Linked DNA regions of Sus scrofa: regions 2 and 3 are each linked to region 1. Evidence: chromatin contacts called from public promoter capture Hi-C data. All regions are on one chromosome and are shown on one strand. Each heading gives the region's core, a stretch centred on a gene start, on an enhancer-like site or on the middle of the called end of the contact. The rest is flanking DNA. Distances are from core to core; before and after follow the strand shown.

Region 1 (3,225 bases), core at 206-2,705:
TTCCTTGGCCGCCTCGGCCCAGGCAGTTCCGCTGTGCTCAGCGGCGCTCTCCTTCCTGGGAGTGGCGGGGCAGGGGGAGTGACCGTTGGACCTGGTGGGTTTGCTGCAGGTGTGACCCCGGCCCGGCCTCCCATTCCCGTCACCATCCCGTCTGTGGGCGTGGTGAACCCCATCCTGGCCAGCCCTCCGACGCTCGGTCTCCTGGAGCCCAAGAAAGAAAAGGAGGAGGAGGAGCTGTTTCCCGAGTCTGAGCGGCCGGAGATGCTGAGTGAGCAGGAGCACATGAGCATCTCGGGCAGCAGCGCCCGCCACATGGTGATGCAGAAGCTCCTCCGCAAGCAGGAGGTGGGCGGCCGGGGCCAGCGGGGTGGGCTGGGGTGGGGTGGTCCAGCCAGCCACAGCTCTCAGCTGTCCCCCCCACAGTCCACAGTGATGGTTCTGCGCAACATGGTGGACCCCAAGGACATCGATGACGACCTGGAAGGGGAGGTGACTGAGGAGTGTGGCAAGTTTGGTGCTGTCAACCGTGTCATCATCTACCAAGAGAAGCAGGGCGAGGAGGAGGATGCGGAGATCATTGTCAAGATTTTTGTGGAGTTTTCTGTAGCCTCTGAGACTCACAAGGCCATCCAAGCCCTTAATGGGCGCTGGTTTGCGGGCCGCAAGGTGGTGGCTGAAGTTTATGACCAGGAGCGTTTTGACAACAGTGACCTCTCCGCGTGACCTTGGCCCCGTTTCCCCGGACTCGCACTTTTTCCTTGTTTCCTCTGGGTTTTATAGAGTGATTCGGTGATACCTGGGGCTCAGCCGCCCAGCCTGTGGATAAAGGTGCAGATGCTGCTGGCCCTGAGAGTCCCTGTCTGACGGTGGTCTTATTGGCTCCGGGGGGGTGGGGGGGGCCCGGGCAAGCACCGGGCGGGTCTGGGGACTGAGTGGGGCGGGGGAGGCGTCCCCGGGGGTCTGCGGGGGCTGCTAGGTTCCCGGTCCCCGCCCAGGGCAGCGGAGGGTCGTGGGCGTGGCTTTCCTGCTGTGCGGGCGGGGTGCGGGTCGGGTTGCACTGTCACCTCCCCAGGTAGTGCTGGGAGAAGGCTGGCCCAGAGTTCCTCAAGCTCCCGGACACGTCAAGCCGCCAGATACCTGGAGCGCCGCCAAGGCCCGGGCGGCTCCATCTCGGAGTCGCGAGGCCAAGTGAGGGAGGGGGCCGGGTGGGCGAGAGGCTGCAGCAGGACGCTTGAGGCCCGGCCAGGTTGGGACTGGCTTTGAGCGGACTTCAGCTCCCACCATGCCTTGCGCCGGGGCGTTGGCGTCGCGGGGCGGAAGCCGGGCTTCCCGACGGGCCGTGCGCGGGGCCGCTACGGGTTCTCAGAGGCACCGGCACCGCGGGGCCTTATGGAGGTTGTAGTTCCCGGCGGCAATGGGCGGAGAGGGCGGGCCTCGGCTTCCCGGCGGGCTGCGCGGCGGCCGGCGGTTGTCGGCGGGGCAGTCCGGCGGGCAGCGGCGGCGGTTCCGGCTGGGGCACAGCGGCGGACGAGTGGACTGGCAGGGCCAAGTGGGCCGGGCGGGATGCGGGGCCGCCGCCGCCCCCTGAGAGTCTGAGCGCCGTCCGGGCCGCGCCCCCAGCTCAGGCCGCCGCGGTCCGAGCGGCCCGAGCGTTCCGAGCGTTCCAAGCGCGGGCCGGGCCCAGCGCCGCCGCCGCCGCCCCGGCCGCCCCCCGCTCCTCCCCCGCCCCAGCGCTCATGCGGGCCGAGCCCCGCCCCCCGCCTGCCGCCCGAGCCCGCGCCTGCCCGCACCATGCTCAAGTGCATCCCGTTGTGGCGCTGCAACCGGCACGTGGAGTCGGTGGACAAGCGGCACTGCTCGCTGCAGGCCGTGCCGGAGGAGATCTACCGCTACAGCCGCAGCCTGGAGGAGCTGCTCCTGGACGCCAACCAGCTCCGCGAGCTGCCCAAGGTGAGCGGCTGCCTCACCTGCCTCCGGCCCAGCCCTCCTCTCTGGTCCGTAGGGTTGGCCCGGCTGCGACCGCTCGCTCCTCCGAGCTCTCAGCTGGCGCTGGCCGGGGCGGGACACCACAGTCTCCAGCCGGCCTTGCTGGTTCTTACTGGCCAGAGCCCCACCCCGGCCAGCCGCACCTTCCTCACCCGCCGCGGGTGCTGGCACCAGGTGGCAGCGGTCATCAGGTGCCTGCTGGGGGCGGGGATGGTCACAGCCCAGAGGAGGAGCTGCAGGTTGAAAGCCTGGGGGCAAGGTGGATGGGATTGGAGTGGATCTGGGTGGAAGGTGAACCTGGTGTGGCTAATGGACGGGAACTTGCTGGACCTCCCTGGAGGTGGGGAGTCCAGCCCTCTGCCCGACTGCCCTCTTCTTCCTGTGGGTGCTGGGGCGAAGGTGGGGAGAGACCTTCGAAGGTGCTTGTGCGTGGCACGTCTGTGTCTTACCTGCCTCTCACCGCCTTGTTTCTTCCGTCAGCTTGGTTTTCCTCCTCCAAAGGCCACTTGGGAGAGGAGGTTAGAGGAAGCAGATCACAAAAGGATTTCCTTTTTGGAGATGGGGTGCTAAGTGGCCCAGCGCCTGGGGGCTGTGTGCCGCAAAGGGTGTGGCTCCACTCCAGGCTCGGGCCAGGGCTCCTCACCCACCTCGGGTCCCGCACTTTACCTGCAGATACTGCGTGCCGGCAGCACACAGACCTGTGCTCATTCGCTCTTTTTCCTTTGTAAGGGGGCATGTTCAAATCCCGGGCCAGGGATTGAATCTGAGCCGCAGCTGTGACTTACACTGTAGCTGCTGCAACCCCAGATCCTTAATCCACTGTGCCGGGCCTGGGATCAAACCCAAACCTCTGCAGCCACTCGAGCTGCTGCTGTTGGGTTCTTAACCCACTGCACCGCAACGTAAACTTCTCTCTGCTCTTTTCGTTATACTTTTGTTTTGGTAGTTGCCAAATTTTTGTCACAGGGTGAGGCTGGGCTGGTTTCTACTGGGAGGCAGCAGGAGAAACCCTGCAGGCCTCCGAGGGCCCACCTGTTGGGTGGGCAGAAGAGGGACTTCAGGTGTGGGGTGGAGTCCTGAGGGAACACGGAGGGCAGGGAACACGGGTTGACGGAGTCAGGAAAAGGAGGTGATTTCTTAGCTAAAATGCAAGTGTGGAAGGCTGGTTGTGTGACAGTGTTGTGGCAGAGAAGGTTTCTGGGATGATTCTCAAAGGAACCAAGTGTCAAAAGTTAAGGC
Region 2 (3,225 bases), core at 243-2,742, 220 kb before region 1:
CCGGCCTCACCTGCCAATGATGTGGGCATCTCCCGTCTCCACGGTCAGCTGCGAGTTGATGGCCTCGAAGCTGGAGTTCTCCAACAGCTTCATGTCCTTGGGGCGGAGGGTCCTGTGCTTCGGGGGGCTCGTGCTGCCTGGGGATGGAAGGTCAGTCTGTGGGTATCTGGCCCTTGAGGCTCCACCTTCGGGCCCTCCTCCCACTGAGTGGCACCACCATAAACAAGCTGGGTTCCTCCTGCAGCCTGCTCCCAAGCCTTCAGCACTGGTGGAGGGAACAGATGCCCTTTCACTGAGACTGGCAAGTCCAGGCCCACCGCAGCCACACCTCCTGCACTTCACAGGAGTTCTTGGGCCAGGCTGGGGGACCAATGGGGGATCCTGTGCACCCTGGGGATGCTGGTTTAGTGTCTGCTCCAAGACTCCCCGTTCGAACTGAAGAGCCCCGCCCACCAAGGGGGGCACTGTGAGCCTGCGAAGGAACGAGACTCCTCCAGCCAAGCTCCTCAGCCAGGTAAAGAACCCGCAGCCGGTTCGGAACCAGGAGACCAGGGGCTCGGCCCTGCGGGCCACCTGGGTGCGGCGCTCTTCCCTATTCTACAGGCTGCCTTCTAGCAAAGGGGGAGAGAAAAACCCATGAGTTCCTGCTTCACTCCCCAAGGACGCCGGGGAGCAGAGGGAGGCCCCACGACCCCCCAAGGGCTTGTCAGCGGGGCCGCTAGGGCGCTCCCGGGTCGGCCGGGTCTAAGGGGAACCCCAGTCTAGCCACGCGAACTACAAATCCCAGGAAGCCGTGCGCCTCGAGACGCACGCACGCGCGCCAACGCAAAGCCTGCTGGGGGCTGTAGTTCCGGAGCCGCCGAGTCGGCGCCGGGCACAGGGGCGTTCGCCTACCTGCTTGCGCTGCGCTCAATCCGGTTGGGCCGGGTCGGACCGGGCCAGACAGGGCAGGTCGATAGGCGTCGGTGCGGGTGAGAAGGCGGTGCGGGCCCCGGACAGCGCGAGCTCCTCAGGACCGGAGGGCGGCGCCGCGGCCTCCTCTCGGGCCGCACTGTATCCGGGGGAAGAAGCTCCGCGGCGACGTCCCGTTACTCCCGGCCCTGCCGGCCCATCCGGGCTGCCACCGCGACATAGCCACGCCCCTGTACGGCGCCCGACTATCGCGACCGACCTGCCCGCCGACCGCCACAGAAGGCCTGAGCAGGCGAGCGAACGACCTCTGCCTCCCCGGGCCGGACAACAACAAGCGTCCGCCAGGTCCGGCCCCACGCGTCTGAATGGCCCGCTCCAGCCGCCGGGATCGGGAGCTCGCACAGCCATTCGGGGGTTTACCCGCCGCTCAGTCCTGTCTTATGCTCCTACTGGCTGTGGCGCCTGTCCATCATCCTCTCCGCCGTGCGAACACGCCTTCCCCGCTGGCGCTCATTGGCCACGACCCCCGCCGGCTCCGCCCCAGGTGGCTGCCGGGGTTCCCAGGAGGAGCTTGCGGACTAGTGAGGTGTGGGCAGGACCGGGAGGCGGGGCCCGCGGCTGGAGGTCGGCTAGAAGGGGCCTGGGAGCGGTGTCTGGCTTCAGCCAGACGCGGACCTCTGTGCTGCAGTCCCCGCCCGACCCTTTGGGGCCTTCCAGTCGTGGCCAGTGTTTTCATCCTTGACACTTTGCCCCGGGTACGGGCCTCCAGGCCCAGTCTCGCCCTCCCGAATCCGGAGACCCTCGGCCGTGTCCTTCCTGGGCGAAGCGGGCGGGTCGGGCTCCGACGCTTTGGCGGCGCCCGGAACCCCAGGCTCGCGGCTCCAGTTTCCGGCCGGCGGAGGCGCTCGGCCCCCCGAGGCCACGGAAGCGGGCTCAGGGGGCCGGGCCGAGGTCGGACCGGAGATGGCGCCTCCAGCGGGCGGCGCGGCCGCCTCCTCGGACCCGGGCTCGCCGGCGGTGCTCTTGGCCGTGCACGCCGCGGTGAGGCCGCTGGGCGCGGGGCCGGACGCCGAGGCGCAGCTGCGGAGGCTGCAGCTGAGCGCGGACCCCGAGCGACCGGGGCGCTTCCGGCTGGAGCTGCTGGGCGCGGGACACGGGGCGGTGAGTGGGAGCAGCCGCGGAGCCGCGGGGGCCAGGTCCTTCCGTTCGCCAGCAGCGCCCGGGAGCGGTTTTTTTCCTTGCTTCTGTTTACTCGCCCGTAGACTGGAGGTAACGCTGGTACCTCCCTTCATAGGACGACTGAGGAGGTTTCATAAGATAATACGAGTAAAGGGCTTAGGGCAGTGTCAGTGGTCTACACACGTTACCTCGTGTTCTTTTGATCATCTTGCAGTGTGCGCTGGGGGCGAGGCACTGAGCCCGGACTCTCCCCCTCCTCAGGTAGGTTTGGAGTGGCCCTTGGAGTCAGTTTACTACAACGTCCGAGGCCCCAGCCAGCATGAGCTGCAGCCTCCACCAGGAGGGCCTGGGACCCTCGGCCTGCACTTCACGGATCCGCAGGAAGCTCAGCGGTGGGCAGCCCTGGTCCGCAGTGCCACCATGGAAGGACAGAATGGTCAGTGCCCTGGATCGAAGATTCATTTGATTGGCCAGAGACTGTGTCAGTGCTAGGAGAAAATCGCAGTAGCCCAGTCCCCCAGGCCTGGGTAGGGGACTTAGTGATTAGTGGGAAAGCTAGACACTCCTTACCCACTGCTGAGGTTCTGGGGAGATACCCAGGAGGGAGAAAGTAAAGAGCTGGCGCTTGGGGTCCCAGGCAAGTGCAGAGGGCAGAGCAGGCGGGCCCTCGGGACCTGGGTGAGGAGCTAGACTGTCAGAAGCAATGGGAAGCTATTCAGCAGTAGAGTGACAGCCGCGATTCAAGCTACCTAAGACTGGGTGAGGTCTGAATGTATGTGAGTGCCAACAGGTAGGGCTGGAGAGAAGGAGGATGTTTCCAGCGATGCTTAGGAAACGGACTGGCTGGGTTTCATGGAGGTTTAAAAGATAGAGTTAGTGGTTGAGCCAGGAAGCTGCGAGGACCAGACACTGGAGCTTGTAGCCAGAGGGCCTGTCTGGAGGGCCTGGAGGTGTCAAGTTCTGGAACAGATGGGAGGGAAGGGAGGGAGGTGGATCTGGGCTGGAGCCCAGGCTTGGAAGAGGTAGAGGCTAGGGGTAGAAAAGGTCAACCAAGGTCACTAAGAGAGAGCAAAATGTGACAAGAAGCGGGTCCGGCAGGCACACGGTGCGTCAGGGAGAGTCCACAGATGCATC
Region 3 (3,225 bases), core at 214-2,713, 160 kb after region 1:
TGTGGGCTACGGCATCCGCAAGCTGCAGATCCAGTGCGTGGTGGAGGACGACAAGGTGGGCACCGACCTGCTGGAAGAGGAGATCACCAAGTTCGAGGAGCACGTGAGTGGCAGGACCCCCCTGGGGGGGGGGGCGGCCCCCCGAGACCGGGCCCCATGTGACCCCCGCCCTCTCCCCCTCAGGTGCAGAGTGTGGACATTGCCGCCTTCAACAAGATCTGAGAGCCCCGGCCCGCGCCTGAGAGTGCGATGCCTTGCAGCCAATAAAGACTGAGATTCCAGCTCTGGCCCCTGTCTGGTCTGGTGTCGCCGGGGGCACGTTCAGTGAGCAGCACTCTGCCAGGCCCCAGGCCTCAGGCTTGGCCTGCAGCTCGGGAGTGTCCACCTGGGCCCCATCGGTCCTGCTGCTCCTGCTCCAGCCTCCTCCCCTTTCTCGGCCTCTTTCTCCATGGCCCTCTGCCTGCCCATCCGCTGCTCCCATCTCGCTCCCCTTTGAACTGCAAGTACCACGTGCACGTCTCGCTTTAAAGGGAGCACGTGCTGGCTCCGTCACCCCAGGAGGCATCCCCGTCCCCCAGCGTCTCCACTTGGTCTCCTTTCCCAGCCCCACGTGAGCGCAAAAGTGCCTGCCCCAGCAGGGGAGGTCCCAGTGGCTGTGCTGGCCTTGCTGTTGAGACCTGTTTAAAATCCTGCCATGCACCCCACCATCTCCACACCTCTGAGAAGGGGGCTGGGCTTTTTTGCCTGAGCCCTGAGGCCCCCACTGCCCAGCCCTGTGCCCCTCCCTTCAGTCTTGGGGGGGGTGCACACGTGTGCACACAGCTACCCCATGCGAGGCCCACACCCGTGGTCACCCCTCACCCTCCAGAGACCTGGGCCAGGCAGGTCCCACCACAGACTGCTGCCCTGTGGAGTTGTGCCTGCTGTCTGCCCGGGAGCCCGAGGCCTGAGCTGTACGTGTGCCACTAGTGAGTGGTTCTTCCCCTGGGCTGTTGGCCACAGGGCTGCTGAGGGAGCCGTTTTTGGCATTTGGGAGAAAGTGGGTTGAGCTTACTCTGGTCGAGCTGGTGTCCTCTGGGCCCCCCTCGGGTTTTTGTGGGGCTCAGAGTGCAGGACCTGGAAGCCTGTGGTGCCAGGTGGTTCGGGAAGTGGCACCACACGCCCTGCTCAAAGGGCAGGGGCCTGGCCTGGGGGGAATAAAGTTCAGCCGTGTGTGGGGTTTGAATTTCCCTCTTCGACCCTCTCCCCTGCTGCACGAACTCCCAGCCCGGCGGGGACCAGGATGCTCCAAGGGGAGCTGGGATGACCAGCGAGAGCGCACGTCCCCAACTCCAGCCCGCCGCCGGGAACCCCACGCCACGCCCCCAGTGTCGGGAGGTCGGCGGCCCGCCCGCCGCGGATTCTGGGTGCCAGGAAAGGCGGTCGCTGCCCTGTGCCCCAACCTCCCGGCCCCTGGTTGGACCAGCTGACAGGGCGGGCCCTGGGGAGTGCGGCGTCACGCGGGCAGGCGGGCAGAGTCCGGGCGCGGGGCCGATGGCGGCGGAGCAGGACCCCGAGGGGCGCGCGGCGGCGCGGCCGCTGCTCACCGACCTCTACCAGGCCACCATGGCGCTGGGCTACTGGCGCGCCGGCCGCGCGCAGGAGGCAGCCGAGTTCGAGCTCTTCTTCCGCCGCTGCCCGTTCGGCGGCGCGTTCGCCTTGGCCGCGGGGCTGCGCGACTGCGTGCGCTTCCTGCGCGCCTTCCGCCTGCGGGACGCAGGTAGCTCCCGCCCGCGAGCCCGGCCCGCCCCGCGGCCCGCGATCGCCACCGCCCACCACGGCCTCTCGCCCCCAGATGTGCAGTTCCTGGCCTCGGTGCTGCCCCCAGACACAGAGCCCGCGTTCTTCGAGCACCTTCGTGCCCTCGACTGCTCCGGGGTGACGGTGCGGGCGCTGCCCGAGGGCTCCTTGGCCTTCCCCGGCGTGAGTGCGGGGCGGCCGGGGGCGGGGGCGGGGGAGCGGAGGGGGCGGGGGCGGGGGAGCGGAGCGGGCGGCGCCAAGCTGACAGCGCGCCCCGCAGGTACCGCTGCTGCAGGTGTCCGGGCCGCTCCTGGTGGTGCAGCTGCTGGAGACGCCGCTCCTCTGCCTGGTCAGCTACGCCAGGTGGGGCCCCTCCTGCCCGAGGCCGGAAGGCTGGGCTGGCGAGCGGGGCCGGGGCGCGGCCTTCCGGGAGGGCCCTGCGGGGCGGGGCCCCACGTGGAGGGCGGGGCGAGGGGCGGGGCCGAGGCCTCCGCAGAGGGTCTCCCGCCGCCGCTGTGCAGGCCTGGGGGAGGCTGGCCCCTGGGGGGCTTCCTGGCCTTCCTCCGGGTCCCCTGAGCCTTTGCTCCCACAGCCTCATCGCCACGAACGCGGCGCGGCTTCGCCTGATCGCAGGGCCGGAGAAGCGGCTGCTGGAGATGGGGCTTCGACGCGCTCAGGGCCCTGATGGGGGTCTCACGGCCTCCACCTACAGCTACCTGGGCGGTGAGGGCCGGACCGGGAGGCATGGTCTAGGGAAGGAGGAGGCTTGGCCTGAGATGCCCCGCTTCAGGGCCTGAAGTCCCCTAACCCTGCCTTATGCTCTGGCCCAGGCTTCGATGGCAGCAGCAACGTGCTGGCAGGACAGCTGCGGGGTGTGCCTGTGGCCGGGACCCTGGCGCACTCCTTTGTCACTTCCTTTTCAGGCGCTGAGGTGCCCCCCGACCCTGTGAGTGCCCTCCTCTTCTGTGTGCACTCCAGAGGCAGACCCCTCAAGGCCCAGGGGCAGGTGGGCTGGGGCCGGGGCACTCTGGCGGAGGGGGGCCCCCCGTATGCATACAGGCAGGTACCGAGTCTGGCCCACCCAAGCCATGCTGGGCCTGGGGCCTCTGTGTCACACTGGGAAGCTGGCAGCCAAGTGGCTCAGACCCTCTACGGGGGTGAACCAGGCCCCACCCTGCGTCTGGGTCCTCCATCCTTCACCAACCCTCTCCTTAGATGTTGGCTCCAGCTGCTGGTCAGGGCCCCAGGGTGGACCTGGCCGCCTGCGTGGAGGTGTGGCTGGAGCGTGTGTGTGCCCACTTGGGGCTCGGGGCGCAGGAGCCACACCCAGGGGAGCGGGCAGCCTTTGTGGCCTATGCCCTGGCCTTTCCCCGGGCCTTCCAGGGCCTGCTGGACACCTACAGTGTGCGGAGGTGAGGCCCAGGCATCTCCCAGGGTGGGCTCAGC

The links. Promoter capture Hi-C pulls out the DNA fragments that hold promoters and counts their contacts.
Region 2: a promoter capture Hi-C map of liver shows a contact between it and region 1, with 4 times the contacts expected there. The contact joins the promoter of SHARPIN here to the promoter of SCRIB in region 1. A contact is called at or near these places in 1 of 5 promoter capture datasets (liver), 1 of 47 Hi-C or Micro-C datasets (liver) and 2 of 2 datasets of contacts at active chromatin or transcription factors (alveolar macrophages and skeletal muscle).
Region 3: a contact with region 1 is called in a promoter capture Hi-C map of liver, with 4 times the contacts expected there. The contact joins the promoter of NAPRT here to the promoter of SCRIB in region 1. A contact is called at or near these places in 1 of 5 promoter capture datasets (liver) and 1 of 47 Hi-C or Micro-C datasets (epiblast stem cells).

The regions. Positions count from the first base shown.
Region 1 is chr4:823,470-826,694 of Sscrofa11.1, forward strand. It overlaps SCRIB (protein scribble homolog), which reads left to right and starts at 1,456. Exons shown (of 38, transcript XM_021090546.1): 1 at 1,456-1,950. The coding sequence starts at 1,792. PUF60 (poly(U)-binding-splicing factor PUF60) reads left to right here. Exons shown (of 10, transcript XM_021090445.1): 9 at 110-345; 10 at 424-852. The coding sequence ends at 723.
Region 2 is chr4:599,206-602,430 of Sscrofa11.1, forward strand. It overlaps SHARPIN (sharpin), which reads left to right and starts at 1,493. Exons shown (of 9, transcript XM_003125446.6): 1 at 1,493-2,073; 2 at 2,353-2,527. The coding sequence starts at 1,876. MAF1 (repressor of RNA polymerase III transcription MAF1 homolog) reads right to left here and starts at 1,315. Exons shown (of 8, transcript XM_003125444.4): 1 at 895-1,315; 2 at 11-137. The coding sequence starts at 93.
Region 3 is chr4:981,965-985,189 of Sscrofa11.1, forward strand. It overlaps NAPRT (nicotinate phosphoribosyltransferase), which reads left to right and starts at 1,464. Exons shown (of 13, transcript XM_021090465.1): 1 at 1,464-1,759; 2 at 1,835-1,962; 3 at 2,060-2,142; 4 at 2,372-2,502; 5 at 2,610-2,725; 6 at 2,995-3,191. The coding sequence starts at 1,534. It overlaps EEF1D (elongation factor 1-delta), which reads left to right. Exons shown (of 8, transcript XM_021090459.1): 7 at 1-103; 8 at 184-286. The coding sequence ends at 222.